Regions from separate parts of the Triticum aestivum genome. Here region 1 is linked to region 2. Evidence: chromatin contacts called from public Hi-C data. All regions are on one chromosome and are shown on one strand. The core of a region is the stretch at or near the end of the contact, and the rest is flanking DNA. Distances in the headings are between cores, read along the strand shown. Region 1 holds the start of LOC123045891 (protein NLP2). Region 2 holds the start of LOC123041583.

What was found. A called contact is a pair of places that touch in the nucleus more often than the background predicts.
Region 1: a contact with region 2 is called in a Hi-C map of leaf, with 5 times the contacts expected there. The contact joins the promoter of LOC123045891 here to the promoter of LOC123041583 in region 2. A contact is called at or near these places in 2 of 5 Hi-C or Micro-C datasets (both in leaf).

Annotation. Positions count from the first base shown.
Region 1 is chr2B:536,212,088-536,215,557 of IWGSC CS RefSeq v2.1, reverse strand. It overlaps LOC123045891 (protein NLP2), which reads right to left and starts at 1,531. Exons shown (of 7, transcript XM_044469126.1): 1 at 1,088-1,531; 2 at 806-996; 3 at 1-586. The coding sequence starts at 546.
Region 2 is chr2B:535,600,045-535,603,231 of IWGSC CS RefSeq v2.1, reverse strand. It overlaps LOC123041583, which reads right to left and starts at 1,864. Exons shown (of 1, transcript XM_044464178.1): 1 at 1,021-1,864. The coding sequence starts at 1,759. The coding sequence ends at 1,271.

The DNA.
Region 1 (3,470 bases), core at 282-2,781, 610 kb before region 2:
CTGTTCACATGTACTAAGCACGACATGCCCCTCCTGCTCAACAGGCATCCAGACCTGCGCAAGAACGCCGCCGCCAAGTGACTTCCTGAACAAAGACAGAGCCATGAGCATCCTGTCAGCGAGTAAGTTGCCGGCAATAGGCCTCGGAACCAAACTAGTACTTCCTTGCTCAGGATCACCATCTGAGCCAAGGTCGCCTGAACTCTTGGCCATTCTCCCAGTCCCAGTTTCAGCTGGATTCACTGAAGATACCAAATCAACCTTTTGATCCCCAGGTACACTGGAATAGGCATCGAGCTGCATATCTTCACTGACACCAGAAGCACGTGGCGAAGATCCCAAGGATGACCACATAGCAAACATCTGGTGTGTGGACGAATCGTTCAGCAACGAGAACAGCTGGTCAGCTAATGAAGGGCTGCCGCAGAGCTCTGAGTACCCATCAAAGTTCATCATGGCTGTAACGCCATATGGATCATCCGACGGGCTGCCGACGCTTCCATTGCATCCAGCGCGGTTGGACTGTGAAGGCATAGGCACATCCATGGCTTTGCTGCCTCGATTGGTTCCAGATACTTATCCACTCCTGTGGGACAATTAAGAGTGCACTGTGTTGGGGACAGATAAAAAGGGTGGCACAGTGTGTGTCCTTTCAAATCAGAATCTTCGTAGTGCAACACAAGGACTGATTTAACAGGCAGAATCTGAACAGGAGACTGCTTTTGATACAGTGACTAAGCACACTCCAAGAATCCTAGATCAGCAGTTCATCATCGGCACAATAACTTAACTCAAAAGGTCAAACCTTTGGAGGAAAAGGCAACCGAAGCAGCTGCAGAAGTCCTGTTTTCTGACGGATGAAGAAGCTAGCACACAAGACAGAAGCTCTATAATCTATCCGTCTCATCCAAAAACGCTCTATAATCTGAAATTGAGCACGAAGGCAATCAAAAGAAGCAGGTTCCGGAAGCTTACTCCCCAAGAATCAGTCGCCGCCTGAAACAACTTCACCAAATCAGCTCCTCCGACGAAACAAAATTCAGTCTAGCTCAGAACCTCCAATTCAAGCCGGCAGAGCCAACCGTACCCCGGCTGGGCCCAATCAGCAGACCACACCGAACCGGAAGCCTCCAAGCCCCAGCTCCGGAACCATTTGCTGGTCCGGAAAAGGCCCGGCAGCCTCCGCCGCCGATAGCGCCAGCCCCGGACGGAAGAAACCAAGCGGCGGCCGCCACTCCTCGGCTGGCGGGCGGGATAAGGACGACGGATTGACGGGGAGGCGGCGCGGTGGCGCAGATCTGACGAGGCGGCGGGAGGAGGGAATCGGAGGCTACTACTACTTGCTGGGAGGGAGACGAGGCGAGAAGAGGGCGAGGCTTGGATTGGAGGTTGGAAATTCTCTAGCCCGGTCGCTGGCTTTGAGCTAGTTGTTTTTCTACTCCCCGCAGCGGATTCTTCCCGGCTCGCGGTCACGGCCGCCCTCTTTAAATGATTAATTATTAGCTGGGCTGATTTTTTCTGGCCTTGGGTTCTCTTCCTCTGTTTTGGCACAGGAAATGGTGCTAGAATGGCAAACTGATACGGAACGAATTCCTAAGCTGCAGCAAAACTTGACGCCGCCAGATCTGTCGCTTCTGCCAAATTGAGTGTACCTCAAACAGTTAGTCCCTCCGTCCTCAGTATGGGACGGAGGGAGTAGCTTTTAGTTTACTGTAATTTGATTTGATGGGGTATTTGTAATATTTTTTAAATGTAATTTAGGCCTTTTCGACAACGGTGGACAATGTTTTCTTCGGCAATATTTACTCGGGTGGGAGACAACTTCCCCTCAATTACGAACACATGTGGTGACTAGTGAGCCCGTCAAACAGAAGATGTGCGGGCTTCATCTCAAAGGTATTTATATTGGTGTATAGTGTGTGTAGCTTCATAAGAAACGGGTGCATGCGCATGTTTGTGAGCGTTTTGTGGTCGTATTTTGTTTTTAAAGAGTCCTGTCGCTCCTAGGATTCAATCATGGGTTGGTGGTTTTACTTATTTTTTTTTTATTTTGAACCCATTGGAGTGACGTCGAACTATGTAGGTTGTATGCAAACTGTCCAAAGCAACTATGCATAAGCTAAAAAAAAGAGCTTGGCATTTGAAAGGAAAATGACTGTAGGCATTGAACATACTGCTGTCTTAATTTCCGTTTTGGGGGGGATAAGCGTTACGTGTAGATGCACTTCCACGGCCACCTACTGCAAGTTTGACCGACCACACCACGGAGCGAGCTCCTATAAAACTCCCACGAATCCATCCTCTCCTCTTGCCACTTGACTTTTTTGTAATTAACATTTGAAAACATGAAAGGGAGGAGAGATTACATTGTTTTTCATGCGACCGCAAACCGTGCAAGTAGCATACAAATCGCTCTCAAGACGCTCAGCATCAGTGGCGTACGTACCACCGGACCCTTTTTCCCAAAGAAATATCGCACTGAACCTCCGGGAAAGTACTTTAAGGTACGAGCATATCTATTGTTCCTTGTTGGTTTAGTCAGAGAATGACGCCAGCGTATACAGGGAGAGAACATTTTCGGGTGGGGAATCATTTAGGATATAGCATTAGCGTGGGCAATCCTCCTAGCGAGCTAGCTAGCTCTAGGCGTTCTAACCATTAGCTAGCAAAAATCGGTTTCGTTGATGGTAGATTGTAGCGAGCCGCCTCACGTTATCTGTTGGGAATGGGGAATTCGGGGTCGGCCATAAATTAGAATTACAAATAGAACTTTGGCCACTTTCAAAGCCCTTGTCACAAGGAACACAAATATGCAAATGAAACATAAATTATAATTTCAGTTTAAAAGATATAATAGATACAAATTTGAAAGTCAAAAGAAAAAGCATGAGAGATGCACAGACCAAGCAAATTTCCAAATCGCGAGGCAATCAGACGGTCAAAAATCTACATGCTCCCACACCTCTGTGCCACAAATCTTCTTCGTGTTACCTTTTTGTGATGAAAAAAATCACATCGGAACAGAAATGGTCAAACATTGCATGTTAGAGGGAAGGCACATTTAGGAATCTTAGTAGCGAGATTCAGAAGAATCCGAGCGGTTTTCTTCTATTACTAGAAGGGTTGGGTGTGCTTTGCCGCGCCGTTGGTGTTGTTGGGTTTCTTAAAAAAATCTATTTCAAAATATAAGGTGTATTACTTTTTAAAAAGGCAAATCTTTTAAGTTTGATCAAATTTGTAGAGAAATATATAAAAATCCATAGTATCATATCAGTATTTTTAGATTCATCATGAATGAATTTTCACACTTTTTTTTAATATTGTGGATGTCGATATATTCGCACTGAACTTGGTCAAAGTTAAGGAAATTTGACTTTCTAAGAAACTAATACCCCTTATATTTTGGAACTGATGTAATATTTAGTTTGGCGGGGAGGGGGGGGGATGATAGTGTGTTTTATTTTTATTTA
Region 2 (3,187 bases), core at 615-3,114:
ACATCAACTCAGCACTCTCCTCTGTGCTCTCGTTTGCGATGTGTGTTCTTAAGCTACCGGATAAACTTCGATCTTTTTGGTCGTGCTATAGATGGAATTGTCTCTGGAGGAAGGTGATGGATAGAGGCGCGCGCACTAACTCTTTGGCAGCTTGGCACTTGGTTTGCCGACCAGAAAAGAAAGCTGGCCTTGGAGTGTCTGATCTTAACATTCAAAACTAGGCCCTTCTCTTGAAATATGTCCACAAGTTCATACATAAGGCGGATGTGCCGTGGGTTATGCTTGTCTGGCATAAATACGACGACGACGCGCCACCCATGCAAAACCCAGGTGTGGTTTCTTCTGATGGCGCGACATCTTCTCCTCGATGGACGTTTACGGAGGAATTACCACCTGCGTGCCTGGGTCCTTCTCTGGAAATATCTGTGGGACACCCATGGACTAATGCAAGACTCATATCGTTGTCTCTTTTGGTTTGCCAGAGAAGAAGACATTTCTTTGGCCCTGTTCATGGTTAACCCTGAACCTGATCAGAATTTCAATTGCCACTGTCTATTCAAGCTAGACAAAAACTGGAGGCGGTGACCGAAAAGCTAAGCAATATCTCTCTTTATCCTCTAAGGGCTGATGAATGGATTCTCTGTTGGGGGGGATGTCAATTTCAAGCCAAACAAATTCTACAATTTTTTCTTCAGAAATCTAAACCCTCCGACACACGTCTCTGCCATCTGGAAATCCAAGTGTGTGATGAAGCGCAAGAACACAAGGAATCTTCTCTGCAGGAGGCACTTCAGCATTGGTGATGATCACTCATGCTTGCTACGCTCCAACTAACCTGTTGAAACTAACACTCACTTATTCTTCGAATGTGAGTTCAGTGCTTCATGCTGGGGGATCTTGAATATTCATGGGGACACCTCCAGAGGTATACACTGCAGGAGTGATGGCTATGGCGACTAGAAGGCTGGCATCAGGCCATGTTCAAAGAAGTTGCGATCCTGGCGGCCTGGAACATATGGAAGCAGAGAAACAGACGTCACTTTGATAGGGTGGCACTCACTTCAGACCTGGAGATTCTGAAGTTCAGGGCTAAACCTGAAAACCAAACCCTACTTGAAACCTTGATCGCCTCCCTTCAAGCCTAGGCTCTCCTGTTGTTGCTAATCACTCTTTGTATTTATACTGGCAATACTACGCAAGAAACATCTCTTCAGATTACATCGGAGTAGTACAAGCAGTTTATTGTGCAGATTTACAACTTAACAGAGGTCTAGCCCAAGCTGAGGTAAACAGCGGCGGCGACGCCGGCGGTGTAAAGAGCGACCAACTTCCCAGCTGCCCCGGCGCCTGCGCGGGACACGATGGCCACCCCGAGGATCCCGGCCGCGCCGGCCGGGGCACGGACGAGCGCCGCCTCGGCCGCGCCGGCGAGCACGGCCTCCCTGAACAGCTCGGCCGCGAACTCCCCGAACTGATCCCGCGAGAGCTCGCCGGCGCCTTCCAAGCCAGAGGCGCGCAGCGCAGAGTCTACGCGCACGCGCGCCGGCGGCGAGGGCACCCAGCGGCGGACGATAGGGAGGGAGCCCCGGAGGGCCGAGTGGAGGTGCGCGGACGCGTCCGCGAGCTGGTAGGGGCGGACGCCGGAGAAGGCGTGCTGGGCATCGGCGAGGCAGCGGTCGAAGGCGGCCTCGCAGGCGGCGGCGAACGCCGGCGCCCGCCGGAGCGCCGCGTCCACGCGCTTCGAGGGGCTCAGGCCCATCTTTGGTGGATTGGATTTGGTTGACGTGACGAGATTATGGGCTTCGCAGCGATTACTTCGGAGATTTTGCAGCGCTTGCTAGGTCAGTGTATGTAAAGGCCTACTAGCCCATAACGTTGTAATTGTCAAATTCCTTTTACATCGACCGCGCGCAGGGCCAAACCTTATTCGGCGCCTTCTGCGCCCCTTACTTCGTTTTCCACAAACAGGCGCACGCCCCTCCCCCCCTTCCACTCTGGGCCGGCCCATTTATCCCGTTTTCCTGTTTTAAAGGGCAAAAAAACTCGAGACCTCCTATGTGCCGCTTACTGCGGCAAAATGCTGCAGGTTCGCACAGGAGACGGGTCACCTGGGCCGGCCCATTCGCTGCCCTTGCGGAATGAAAAATAGCAAAAAAGAGATGCACAACGTAGGATTCAAACTCACGACCTTCTATAGATGCCCGCGATGCGCAAGCCACTGCGACACGCGCGCTAATATGTAAGAATTGCAGCGCGAAACTTAAAGAACTATAGGCAGCCGTGAAAATAAAACAAGTTCACCAAATTCCATAGAAATGAAATTTGTTGGCAACAAATCGAACTCTTCTCCTCACGCCAAGGAAGCTAGTCCATAGCCACTGTGGTAATTCCCATACATTTTTTAATTTATAACAAAATTTAAACATGTGAAGATTTTTTAAATTTCCCATATTTTTCTAAAAAGTGTGAAAAATTTCCTGAAAAAAGGAATTTTTGGTGTGGGAACATAATTTAAAAAGTTGAACATTTTTTGAATTACCAAACATTTTTTTCAATGAGCGAACAAATTTTGAAATTTATGAACAAAATTTGAAAAACAGGAGCATTTTCAATAAAAATGAATAAATTTTGTAAAACTGAGAACAAAAATTAACATTCCGAACAAATTTTGAACTCTAAACTTTTGAAAACACGAACAACAAGAACAAAATTCGAAAAAATGAAAACAAAAAATAACATTGTGAACAAATTTTCAGAACAAAAATAATATTCTGAACAATTTTTAAAACACGGACGACAATGAGAACAAAAATTAACATTCCGAACAAATTTTTGAACTAAACACTTTTGAAAACACGAAAAACATGAACAAAATATGAAGAAAAAAATGAGAACAAAAAGAAACATTCCGAACAAATTTTCAGAACAAAAGTAAGATTCCAAACAATTTTTGAAAAAAGAAATAAAATTTGCGACTTCGAACATATTTTGAAATCTCTGAAGAAATTTTGAAAACGCAAACAATTATTGAGATTCTCATCTTTTTCGAATTTTGTGCATTTGAAACAAAATTTGAACAAAGGAAACATTTTCATATGTTTGTAACAAAAATTTGAAAATTCTGGACACTTTTCGAAAAAGGAAAATAAACTTGAAAAATAGAAAGAGACAAATAAAAAGAAACAGA